2 separate regions of the Zea mays genome follow, and region 2 is linked to region 1. A link is a contact called in public Hi-C data. All regions are on one chromosome and are shown on one strand. The core of a region is the stretch at or near the end of the contact, and the rest is flanking DNA. Distances in the headings are between cores, read along the strand shown. Region 1 holds the start of LOC100274850. Region 2 has its middle 14 kb from the start of TRNAK-CUU.

Region 1 (6,376 bases), core at 2,396-4,895:
CGAGGCAACACAGCAGCAGCCACCGCCAAGCTTGATCTTCTTGTAACTCTGGACGTGGGGATCTGTCTCCAGAATATACCAAGACAGAGACATGGGTCAATGAATTAATGAAGTAGAAACAATGAGAATAAAATATGAGGTGCTGGCGTGCTGCTGCTACTCAGCGAATTCTTTATGCATATTTAGTTAGAATTGTATGTGTTGCAGCATAGGCACACATATAAATCAGCGTAAAAACCCATTTTTTGACATAAAAAACCGAAGAGCGTAAAATACATGGTGATTGATCATAAATACACCTAAAAGTAGCATTAAGGTCGTGCATTAAAAAATTAACATAGATGCTAGTATGAATCAACATAAGCAACCATAAATGTTTACATGTGCGAAAGCCATAAATGGTAACAGACTTGAGACATACGGGGAAAGCAAAGCCAAAAATCAGATGCAAAGAGCAATCTAGAAAGGCAGCCACAATTTTACAGGTGAGTGGGCGAGTGGGTGTTGGGGACAGGTGGGGTATGGATTTATCTGTTACAAGCTATCTATAGACATTTTAAAATTAAAATAAAGAAAGATCCACCTTTTCTTTTCTGATGAGCTTGCACCCTTGTACTGGACCAATGCTTTGGAAGACTTCCTGCAGTACTGCGTCCGTCACTTGAAGATGGATATTGCCAACATACCTATTGAGAATGTGATCGATGAGCACAAAAAGGATAAATGTAGATTAAGAAGCTAGAAGAACATACAGACATTGTGAAGCAATAGAACATGAACGCCTTACCCATCAATAAAATCAAATGATGGCAATAAACTGTCAAGGTAGATTAAGAAGATCGAAGTCTGCTCTGGCAAATCTACCTTGATAGGCAATATCATGTATGCAGAAAGCAACCTACACGATCACAGTTCAGTTGCCGGGACGCGGGGTCAGTAAGGCGTCCAGGCTGCGGACGGCGGCCGTGTGGCCTTCGTCGGAGCCGCGGCGAATGGGCATGCAGGTGGAATTTTCGTTGTCGTCGGGGGTCAAAGAAGAAGTCGAGGAGAGGCGGGTGCAGCGCGGGAAGAGCGGACGGCGGCCAGGAAGGCGCGACAGCTGAGGTAGGCACAGACGAGTGAAGGAAGGGGAGGCGGAGGAGGATCTCGCGTGAGGTGCGTCATCACCACCGCGCCGTCCGTGGCCGTCGACGCCACCAGCGACGCCATGCCTCACCGCTATGGGAGGGAGGCAAAGGAAGCACCTGGAGCAGCCTCGGGGAAGCTGGAGATCGACGGCATCGACTAACGGCGGAGAACACAGAATAGATCTCCGCGTCCCTGGCACAGCTCTAGATCTTGGCATCCCTGGCACAGTCCTGGATCTCGGCGTCACTAGCGCAGCCTCGCCACATGCCCCTCGACGACGGGACTGGGCCACTGGGGACTGGGGAGAAGATTGAGATGGACTGGGAAGGAAACGTACCTGCAGGCTGGCGCCGCCGCGTCATGGATGGAGTCGCCGCGTCGGGGATGGAGGAGGAGTCGAGGGGGAGTGGAGGAGGAGCCGCCGCATCCGAGAGCTCCAAGGCTGGCGACGGCTAGGGTTTGGAATGAGGGCGATTGGCAATTTGGTGTGACCTGGGGGTGAATTGGGTAGCACTCGGGCTCGCCCAGCTGGGCCTCCAGAGGTTCGGACCTCTGCCACGCACAGGTTAGTCAGACCGAATGGTATGACCAGGACTCTCTCTAGTTATAAGAAGCACAGGGCTCATATATATATATATATATATATATATATATATATATATATATATATATATATATATATATATATATAAAGAGGCAAAATATGGCTTTCTCAGAATTTTCTCGCCAGATTCTCCAGCTAGGCTAGGGCCAGGCTTTTCCAGGATGACCAGGCAGAGAGGCAGCAGCAGGTCTACCGTCTAATCTACACACTCGCACATTCATTTTGATTGATCCTGCTGCATGCGTTCTTTCTCCATCGAGGCAGATCAAACTTTGAATACTCTGGAAATCGTACGTAACAGTTCGAGGAATGGGCGAATCATTAAACCATCGGCCCTCAAGCCTGCTCAGATCTGAGCAGCTGCGCCGTGCCTGCTCAACTGCCCTTTTTTCTTTCCCTGCAGATCTGTTGTGCCCTCTGAATCTTGCATGCATGCACTGCACTGCACTGCACTGCACGCACCCACATCTCTGGTTAGGTTTGGTGCCATCCAAAAAAGGACTGCAGCAAGCGGACACGACACGATTTGGAAGCTCTGGTCAGGAGTCAGGACTCAGGATCAGGACCCTCTTCGATCAGTTTTTACGTCGTTGTCCGGCCCCCCACCTTCTTCTAAGAGCAGAAGGAAAGAAGGAAAATGGCAGAGATTTATTATACTGGCCGCGCGCTTAGTTATTAGTTAACGCTAGCTCAATCCAAGATCCAGTTACCAGAAACCGGAATCTGCAAAGGAAAACGGAAGATATATGCAGACGACACGCCGGATCGAATGGAGCGCGCGCGCAATAAGATCACGCATGAGGAAATTTAATCTGCGCCGGCCGTTGTTTGCATTGGCGCTCCTGCAGAGAAAACTATGCGTTTGCAGGCAGCGAATTTCACAGGAACGACTATGGCCTTTATACACCCTCGACACGCGAAGACGACAACCATGCGCAGCCAACGACGATGTGGTATTTACAATTCGATTATTCAGATCCAGGCAGCTCGAGATCGATCTGAGATTGAGAAGGTAGCGCAATCACTGCAGAAACACTCTGATCTGATCGATTGTACTGGCCGGCCGGCCCGCCCGCCCGCCTTTGGTCGTCGTGTCCTCTGTCTTGTCAGGAAGCCCAAGAATTTGTCCTCCATCGATCGCACTCGCAGCAAATGGCCAATGGCGCGCCGGCGCAACTGATGCGCGCGTGATGCGCTGGCGGATGAATCGGAGGACGAAGAAAGAAAGCATGGCGCGTGGTGGCATGGCATGCATCCTGTCGTGCCGCCGGTGGCATGGCTTGGCTTTCGTCAGCCCACGAGGTGCAGGCGGACCTTCTTGGCGGTGGCGGCCCTGGGCGGCGACCTGCGCGGCACGAACACCGCGGAGAGGTCGTGCGGCACGGGGAAGAAGGCGCGGGCGCAGCAGCAGCGCTTCCTCTTGTTGTCGGGCGGCGGCGCGGCCGGCCTCGCCGGCTTCCGCGGCGCCGGAGGGCACACCGTGGCCGGCCGCAGCAGGCAAGGTGACGCCGCCGGCGTGACGCAGGCGGCGGCGGCGGCGTCGGTACTGTCCAGGGCGCCGCAGCCGCCGTCCAGGCGCGGCATCGGCATCAGCCGGGAGCTCGAGGCCGTTGGCGTGACGCAGCCCGTGTCGGCGGCGTCCGGGCCGTCTTCGGCGTCGTCGCCCGGCGGCCGAGCCGCTGCCGCTGTCTGGATCGGCCGGAGCACGGCCAATTCGGAGAGGTCGTCGAGTTGGACGCCGCCCATCGGACGAATAGTCTAGCACTGAGGACGGTGGGGAGGAGCGAGGATAGCTACTAGCTGGCTGGCTAGCTAGTGCGCCAAGAACGAGCTGGCTAGGTCAAGAAAGATCTGCCCGCAGGCCGGGTCGTCGTCGCGTGAATTGTGATGGACAGGACAGAACAGAACAGAACAGCAGCTAGGTCGCGCAGGCAGTGTGCGTGCTCTTTAATTTGTAGCGGCGGTGCAAAGGAGGGAGAAGGAAGACCCGGCCGGCCGGCAGGCGTGATGGCGAGGAGATGGAGGTGATGATGATGGTGGCAATGGGAAGCAGGCAGAGAGACGAGCGATGAGCCAGCCACTAAAGGAGAGTGAGGTGAGAAGGCAACAGAATTATATGCAGGCAGCAGGGGTAGCTGCTGCAAAACAAAAGGCTGCATGTCAAATAGTCATTAGAGAGAGAGAGAGAGAAAGCTAGGAGGGATCGAGTGATCACAGAGAGGGGGGCCAAGGCCAAGGCCAAGGCCAAGGGGTGGTGGTGGTGGCGTGGACGCGTGGTGCAAATGATTGTGCGGGCAGCAAGAGAGAGAGTAGCTAGGGAGCGGTTTAAACTTTTAGAGGGTGTTTGAGAACAAAGTTTTTCTGCAGTTTTAGAAGAATACTGCAGTATTCTCAAATACTGCAGTATTATATACATAATGGTGTTTGGCAAGCTGGGTAAAATCTCTGTTTTCAAAACTGAAGTATTGCAAATACTATAGTTGTTTTAAGGCATTCTAAACTTAGCTCTGGACCTCAATTTTCAAAACTGCGGTATTATAAACTACGGTACTGTCATAACTAAAGTATAGTATAGTATTTCAAAAACTGTGGTTTTCAAAAACTTTGTTCCCAAACAGAGCCTTATTTGGAACAGATGATCGAGTAGATCGCACCTAGCTTCTTCCATCCATCTCTCTCTCCCACTTGCTGTGCACAAGAAAAAAAAATATTAATAAGGACGAGATAGATGCCACGGATCAGCGGCGCCAGAGCATGCATGCAGGTGGCAGATGGGACGCCGGAGTTTTTACTGCACCGACGACGACACCGCCATGCATGCACCGTCGCCTGTACTGTACAGCACTGCGCTGGTAGCTGACCGCGAGCTCACCGCAAGAATGTTCCTCACTATATATGCATGCTCGTGTGTTGTGTTACTACATGGTAGTGAAGTGGGTGGTGAATGCACATGCCGTTGTAGTACTTTTGCTCGTCTGATCGTCATCGTTCGGCAGCGCTAATCCATACACGTCGCACTACTACTGTGTATATATAGGGTACAGACCCTGGTCATATATAGCCAGTGCTACTAGCTTCCAAGCTAGGGGTTAGATGGATCTAATAATCAACTCTGCCCTCTCTGTCTGGTGGGTGCTGTCCGTATACTAACTGCTCCTCCTTTTTAATTTGGTGCCTCACTACATATTCATTAATCAATATAGAGTATATTGTATATATATAGCATACTACTGTACTAAAGTAATCATTTTTCAAGCCGTGACTAGTTAGTGGCCTGCTAATTCCATGCTAACTAAACTGACATAGATAGATGAACTGAGAGCAGGAGGTGGAGTTATGCATGTGGGTCCATTTTTCAGTTGTTTTGGCTTGGGAGCACGGCCGCTGCCATGTGGGTCCCGTGCGTCGTTGCCGTAGACCGTAGTGGGCTTCACGCCGGCGCCGTGTGTTGTGGGGGGCAGACGCATGCAGGCCCTGGTAATTTCCGGCCTCTGCGCCAGTTATGGGTCCATCCAGGCCGTCCAGTTCCAGTAGCATCATCCACCCATCCGCGTCGATCTATCGCCAGCAGACAGCTCGATTGTTCTGTTTGCTTTTCACGGCTGCCAGGTACTAGCAGCAGTAGCAGCTGCTGTTGCTGTCAAGGCGATCGCGACAAGCTAGCAGCGCGCGGCTCCGGGGCTTCAGTTTCTCAGCAGCCCGATGGAATGGAATCTAGCCCTAATAATAACTGCATGTCTAAATCCTCGTGGTAACTTACAAACGCTAACCAACCTTTTTAGTTTTTCCTCTTTGTGCAACGACTGTAAATTGCTCGGGTACGTACAGCGGACAGACGACTCTTCTATATATATACAAACGAATTTGAAATAAACGGCCAGCAATTTGATTCATGATTTTTTTTTTTTCGCTGAAGACGACGGGATGAATTATTATGGCATGTCGTCAGGTCGTAATAAACGCATGGAGCCGGCGGGTGGCATACACAGTATAGTAGTGTGCATTACGGCCGGCCCCGAGCGTGCAGTGCAGGATATGTCGACCCCGTCCCGGCCCGATCCATTCCCAGCCGGCCGATCGTGAGCGAGACGTACGGCAGCAGCGCAGCTAGCGCGTGTTAATTTTTGGCCACTCTCTTGCTGACTTGCATGCACGCACGCACGTAGGCTGCTGGACGCCGTACGGACCGTCCACCTGCATATATACGATACGACGGACGGGATGCATTTATGCATGCATATGCACGATCCGCGCCATGCATTGATGCGTGCATGCATGATGCGTGCACGTAAAAGGATACTGATGCAGTTTTAATTTAGTTTTTTTTCACAAGTTAATAAATGGGTCCGTATATAACTAAAAAATAAACATTGACGATTTGAAAATAAAAACTGTTGTTATCATAAGACTAGTTCTAGTAGTAGTATATGCTTTTTTTACAACAAATTAATTAATTCAGAAAGATAGATATATACTGATACTATTTACGATCGAATTTAAGATATAACATATGTTTGCATTGCCGGGGGCCTGCATGCATACACGCACGCCGCACGCGCATGTATCGTCTATCGCCCCGCCTGTCACAGCATGGCCATTTTTTTTAAAAGTGCCTGATGAATCGTTTTCGTCAGACGTGCATGC
Region 2 (6,735 bases), core at 2,479-4,978, 67 kb before region 1:
AGGCGCTGTGTTGCGCGTGCGCCCGGTGTAGACCGAGGCTTCCCGCATGAATCGGGAAGTCGCGACACGATGTTCTGAGGGGTGCCCCTGCCTCCGGGAGGCGGAGCTCTCGGCCCGCCGGATCGTGGTGCCTTCCAGGAGATTCTTGAGCTCTCCCTGGATTCGCCGCCCCTCGGTGGTTGATGGCTCTGGCATCGCACGAAGAAGCATTGCTGCTGCAGCCAGGTTCTGGCCGACCCCACTGGATGCGGGTGGTGGCCTGACCCTGACATCATCGGTGATGCGGTGCTGGAAGCCCTGGGGTAGATGACGCATTTCTCCGGCCGGAGGTTGGCCCGCCCATGCCTGCCCGACGTCCCGGCGGATTGGCTCAAGCGCTCCTGCTCCCTCGTCGAGCCTGGCCTGTACCCCGCGGATTTGCTCGAGCTGTGGGTCGTGACCCCCCTCCGGAACGGGGACCACAGCTAGCTCCCGTGGGATGTCAACGCGAGGCACCAGCCTAGGGAGATCACCGTCCTCCGGCATGCCGAGATGGTTGCCTTCGGAGGGACCCCCTAGATCGACGTGGAAACATTTGCGGCTTGGGCCGCAGTCCTCGTCGCCGAGGCTGCGGCTACCGTCGGAACAGTCGGAAAGGCAGTAGTCGCATGCGGTCATAAAGTCCCGCATGGCACTGAGGTTGCCAAGTCCAGAGAAATCCCAGCAGAAGTCGGGCACGTCGTCTTCCTCGGACCCAGAGGGCCCGTAGGTCGAGACATCCGTCAGCCGATCCCAGGGTGACCGCACACGATACCCCAGAGGGTTTGGACTCGCCTCTACGAGGGCGTCCGCCAAAGCGAGGTCGCTTGGCGGTTCGAGGCTGAATCTGAAAGGCGTGAGATGGGAATCGGTCGGTACCTCTTGGTCGACGGGCGGCGATGAAGTCACGTCGGGGACTGACCGCACCGTCGTCTCAGGTACGAGGGTGACGTCCAGCAAGCCTTTCGTGAGCGCGCTGGCATCGTCCGTTTGCCCGGAATCGGCGCGTTGCGGGGAGACAACGCTCGTCCTCGTCTCAAACGCGAGGTCGATGCTCGACGCGCCCCCCGTTAGGGCGCTGGCGCCGTCGACTCGCTCGACAGCCGACGAGGCGCTGCCTCCTGCTTGGCCTTGGTTGCCCCGCCTCCTCCTCCGTCGGCAGGGGAGAGGACGGGGTGAGCTCGAATGTTGTTCTTCCACCACGCGGGGAAGACGTCGTCGATTCCGCCGCCGGCGGGCGGGCTGTTGGCCGCCATTGTCGCTGTCGCACGGCGGTGGAAGGAGTATCATGTCGTAGCTGCCGTCGAGGGACACGAACTCAAGACTCCCGAAACGGAGCACCGTCCCGGGTTGGAGAGGTTGCTGGAGACTGCCCATCTGGAGCTTGACGGGAAGCTGTTCGTCAACACGCAGCAGACCCCTACCTGGCGCGCCAACTGTCGGCGTTTCGAGACCGGGGGGTCCCTAAGCCGACGAGTGAAATGTCGCCGCGTGCCCCAGCCCAGATGGGTCGGCGCGAGGCCGAGCGTGAAGGGGGGAAGTGAGGTGGCCGGAGATGGGCGAGAGAGAGGTAGAAATCCCGTGGCCTTCGTGTTCGGCCCGTGCCCAGGTCGGGTGCGCTTGCAGTAGGGGGTTACAAGCGTCCACACGGGAGAGGGAGCGAGCGGCCTTGCGCGAGCGCCTGTCTCGTCCTCGTCCCCGTGCGGCCAACCCTCTCTAAGAGGGCCCTGGTCCTTCCTTTTATAGGCGTAAGGAGAGGATCCAGGTGTACAATGGGGGTGTAGCAGAGTGCTACGTGTCTAGCGGAGGAGAGCTAGCGCCCTAAGTACACGCCATCGTGGCGGCCGGAGAGATTTTGGCGCCCGGTTTGTGTGATGTCGTGGCCGTCGGAGGAGCGCTGGAGCCTGGCGGAGGGACAGCTGTCGGGGCTGTCGAATCCTTGCTGACGTCCTCTTGCTTCCGTAAGGGGGCCGAGAGCCGCCATCGTCAGGGAGCGTGCGGGGCACCATCATTGCCCATCTGGCGGAGCGAGCCAGATGGGACGCCGGTCTTGTTCCCCGTAGCCTGAGTCAGCTTGGGGTAGGGTAATGATGGCGCCTCCTGTTGACGTGGCCGGCCCGCGCCCTAGGTTGGGCGAAGCGAAGGCTCCTCTGAGGTCGAGGTCGAGTCCGTCTTCCGTGGCCGAGGTCGAGTCCGAGCCCCTAGGTCGGGCGAGGCGGAGGCCGTTGGCTGAGGCCAGGGCGGAGTTCGAGTCCTGGGGTCGGGCGAAGCGGAGTTCGTCGTCTTCTGGGGCTGAGCCCAAGTCCGAGCCCTGGGTCGGGCGGAGCGAAATTCGTCGTCTTCTGGGGCTGAGCCCAAGTCCGAGCCCTGGGTCGGGCGGAACGGAGTTCGCCGTCTTCCGGGGCTTAGCCCGAGTCCGAGCCCTGGGTCGGGCGGAGCGGAGTTCGCCGTCTTCCGGGGCTTAGCCCGAGTCCGAGCCCTGGGTCGGGCGGAGCGGAGTTCGCCGTCTTCCGGGGCTTAGCCCGAGTCCGAGCCCTGGGTCGGGCGAAGCGGAGCTTCCTATGGTGCCTGCGGCCGGGCCTGACTGCCTGTCAGCCTCACTCTGTCAAGCGGCACCGCAGTCGGAGCGGCGCAGGCGGCGCTGTCTTTCTGTCAGACCGGTCAGTGGAGCGGCGAAGTGACGGCGGTCACTTCGGTTCTGTCGGCTGAGGGGCGCGCGTCAGGATAAAGGTGTCAGGTCACCTTTGCATTAAATGCTCCTGCGATTTGGTCGGTCGGTGCGGCGATTCGGTCAGGGTTGCTTCTTGGCGAAGACAGGGCCTCGGGCGAGCCGGAAATATGTTCGCCGCTGGAGGGGGGCCTCGGGCGAGGCGGAGATCCCCCGGGGTCGGATGCCCTTGTCCGAGGCTAGGCTCGGGCGAGGCGTGATCGAGTCCCTCGAATGGACTGATCCCTGACTTGATCGCACCCATCAGGCCTTTGCAGCTTTATGCTGATGGGGTTACCAGCTGAGAATTAGGAGCCTTGAGGGTACCCCTAATTATGGTCGCCGACAAATATATTACAAGTTATAATTTAATTTACTCATAATGTAGAATGATGATTTTATATTTAAAATTTATATAATGTTAATTCACCAAATAATGCAACGATAAGTATCATAATATGGCTCGCGAGCCGAGCCGGCTCGCGAGCCAAGGTCGAGCCGAGCCGAGCCTCTTTCGTCAGCTCATGAAATGGACGAGTCGAGTCGAGCCGAGCTCGTTAAGGCACCGAACCGCATCGAGCCGAGCCGGCTCGGCTCGTTTCCAGCCCTACATGCGGGAGTATTCTTAAGATGGCATTCTGCATGGAGATGACCTATGGGCTCGCAGGCTAGCATCAGTAGGTATCTGCTTGTTTTTGAGTTGTCAGGGGTAATCTTTTTATGTAGCTCTGATGATTAACAGATAAAGGACGTGTGGCTGAATGTTTTGTTCTAGTTTGTACCTTATAGAACAGTTGTGATCGATCCTTGTCGGCTGTTGCTTAGGTAAAGTCGGGGTCAAGATTATAGCTAGACTAGAACTAGAATCCAATGCCACAAACGCTGCAGCCAGAAGGATATAAACTGTGAGAGGCGGACGGGCCGAAATTACACACGTTGTATTTTTACTACTCCCGCATTGGGCCTACGACAATAGGCCTAGTTATGTCACGGTGAAAGTGGATTGTCAAGCCAGAGAGAGCCTTTTGGGCCTAAAACCGGCCTACACAAAGCCTAGGCGGACAAGATGCGCCGTGCCAGCGAGAAATTTCCAGCCGCGAACAAAGTAGTTCGAAAAAAAGCTGACAACTACAGTCCCTTCGCTTTAACAGCTGCGTCAATCAGTGGTGTGCTTCAAAGCTGAAATCATCAAAAAAAAAAGGCAACAAATGAATAGGAACTAACACGCTGAGGCTGAGCAAATGGAGAAATGAATAAAGGGATTCCTTTTTTAGCCCGTGAATTAAATAAAAAAATATAAACTAAACAACAGCAGCACGACGATGATGGATGACGACGATGACGATGAACGGGGAAATCAGGCTTTCGATTTCCGGTTTTTTTAAGAAGAAACAAGGAGGGGGAATCAATCATTTACAAGACGAGGTCAGCTGCCATCAACACCCCCCATTAGTCCCATACACAGTGCAGGTTTCTGAACCGTGCAAGTGGTAAGTCCAAGAAGTACACAAATCAGCAAGAGCAAGTGGTAGGAATACTTGGGTTATCTGAACATTTCGTACATCATCAGCTCAGCTAACTTCCTGCCACCCAAAAGTTTCAAGAGACCCACCGAAGCGATTATTCCCAGACGCAAGCTTGTCCGACGCAGCCACCGGCCTCCATGCATGCATAAGCATAACTGATCGAGTGGATGAAGGAAACCGGTCAACATCATGACAGCCATTCTGAAAAATTGTGTAATGTTCACTGGTTCTCGCTTATTTGCTCAATCAGTCCTCGCTTATTTCCGTAGTAGGAACTTGCTCTAATTATGTAGACCCTGAGCTTTGTTTGCTCAATCAGCTGGAAGACCACCAGGCAATCTCCATCCAGCAGGGTGATCATCTCGTCACGCTTGGGGCAGGTACTTCCGGCAGAAATGAGTCGATCGGAAATATACTCATTCCTTGTATGCCACTGGCCCCACATGTCATAGACACCAAAAAATATACCTATATGCCACTCAGTGGCACACAAGGGATGAGTATAAAATCTGATGGCATGCCAGGAATTTTCTCAACTAAAAGCCCGCGGTGACATGGGACTGGCCGACTGGGTCGTGGGCTTGATGAAGATGGGGAAGCTGGAGTCCAGCTCTTGCTCCAGATCCTCCGCCTTAGAGATGGCGTAGGTAGCTCCTCGCCTCGTCGGTCGCGTACACCCGGTTGGCCAGATCCCTTAGAGGCGGCGGCCTCTCTGATGGCAGCATGCAGAGAGGTGGTGGAGCTGCAGCTCCTCCAGCTTCCGTTTGTTCGCCTCCACCTGCTGCTCCTCAGCTCGTACGGCGTCGCTTGCGCCATCTCTCTTCTATCTCCCGTCTCCCTTCTGTTCCCCACTTCGATTTCTCTGTGGGTGGTTTTCGAAGGCGAACGGAATGGAGGAGCAGAGGAGGAGAGGAGAGGAGAGGAGGAGGAGGAGGAGGAGGCGGCGGCGGCGAAATAATAATAATTCTTTCGATTTCCTTTTCCAGCGTCGTCTCGAAATTCTTTTTTTCGAGGGCCAGATGGAATTTGTGGCCCAGTAATAAGCAGGTAGGACCAAAGTACAAGGCGTGGTCAGGTCGACGGACGCACACGGCAGGCATGTGCCGGCCGGACCAAATGATTCGGTGTACCTCTGCACGCTGCCGGCCGGTAGGCGAGAGCGAGCTCCAGAGCCCCCTCATCGTCAGTCATCACCGGCGACCGCGACATGCCATCATTTATGCTTCTGCAATGCACCCTCAGATCCCCAACACCATTCTCGATTCAGCAACCACAGGCCCAATGCTGCCTAAGGGCTAAGGCTACCCCATCCGGATGAACTGATGGAGATGGTCTTGTTTTGGATAGTTCGTTCCTCCAAAGATCTTTTAATTTTGGGGGCATATTAACGTAAAAAAAATGTCTTTGGCTCCCGGCACTAGAATGGTGATCGTGTGCGCTGTGCGCACAGTAAATAGTATCTTCAGAGGTTATAGATTTCGGTGGCAGCTAACGTGATGGGAAAAAAACACAGATCCTTGGCGTGTTGTCCGTGGCGAATACTGCGAGGCCCGCGCTATATATAATACCTAGCTGACAAGACAGAGAGGAGCGGAGTTGTTTGAACCAGAAATGAGCAAGCGGACGGTCCGGCCCTGAGGCCGGACGGTCCGCGCCTGTGGGCCGTACGGTCCGCGCATGCGCAGAACAGATTAGGGTTCCGAGTTTTGTGCTACGGTTGTTAGTTATATTCGCGGGATGAGCTCGGAATCAGTTGTGTAAAGGGTCTAGCCCCCCTCCTCTATAAATAGAGAGGTCTACGGCCGATTTGTAATCATCAATCGAATCAATACAACTTCTATTTCACATTTTATCCTAGGAGTAGTTCTAGTCTAGTTTAGGTTTAGCTATCCAATCCCCAAATTCTTCGGCTCTCTTCGGCTCTACGCCGATTAGAGGAGTCTAGGTCGGCCGGCCCGAGCCTAGACACCACCTAGGATCTCTCCTCCCCGACGGGGTCCCTCCCGGGAGCAAGATCCAGGCGCCGTCGGCGACTTCCGCCGCCTCTGCGTACGCGCGGACCGTCCGGCCCCCAGGGCGCGGACCGTCCGGCCGTCAGGCAGAGAAGCCCTAGCCGCGCACCAGGCCGCGGACCGTCCAACCCTAGGCCGCGGACAGTCCGCCCCTGCGCAGAGAGTACCACCGCGCCTCGCACCAGGCCGCGGACCGTCCGGCCCTGCGCGCGGACCGTCCGGCCCCGCGCGCGGACCGTCCGCCCCTGTGCAGAGGGCACCACCACGGTTCTTGTTGAGTGTTTGACGCTCCGGAAAGGCGTCAACATACTTTTTGGCGACTCCGTTGGGGAAGTACATATCTAAGCTCATCAAATCGGCCCTCAATGGCCGGTTCAAGGGATAGCTCTGATATTTCTCCAAGCAACATCATAGAGCTGACTTGGGAAACCTTGCCGGCTGACGAGCAGCTCCAGTTCGAGGAGCACAAGGA

The links. A called contact is a pair of places that touch in the nucleus more often than the background predicts.
Region 2: a Hi-C map of leaf shows a contact between it and region 1, with 5 times the contacts expected there. The contact joins the enhancer-like site here to the promoter of LOC100274850 in region 1. A contact is called at or near these places in 3 of 25 Hi-C or Micro-C datasets (ear and leaf).

Annotation. Positions count from the first base shown.
Region 1 is chr6:104,555,009-104,561,384 of Zm-B73-REFERENCE-NAM-5.0, reverse strand. It overlaps LOC100274850, which reads right to left and starts at 3,645. Exons shown (of 1, transcript NM_001149114.1): 1 at 2,546-3,645. The coding sequence starts at 3,478. The coding sequence ends at 3,023.
Region 2 is chr6:104,621,749-104,628,483 of Zm-B73-REFERENCE-NAM-5.0, reverse strand. It overlaps the pseudogene LOC109940347. Among protein-coding and RNA genes, the nearest start is that of TRNAK-CUU, 14 kb to the left of the region's middle. Within about 2 kb of position 3,728, at least 20 of the 20 cell types and tissues checked have an H3K27ac peak or open chromatin away from gene starts, as enhancers often do. A contact at or near this core is called in ear and leaf, where this site is marked.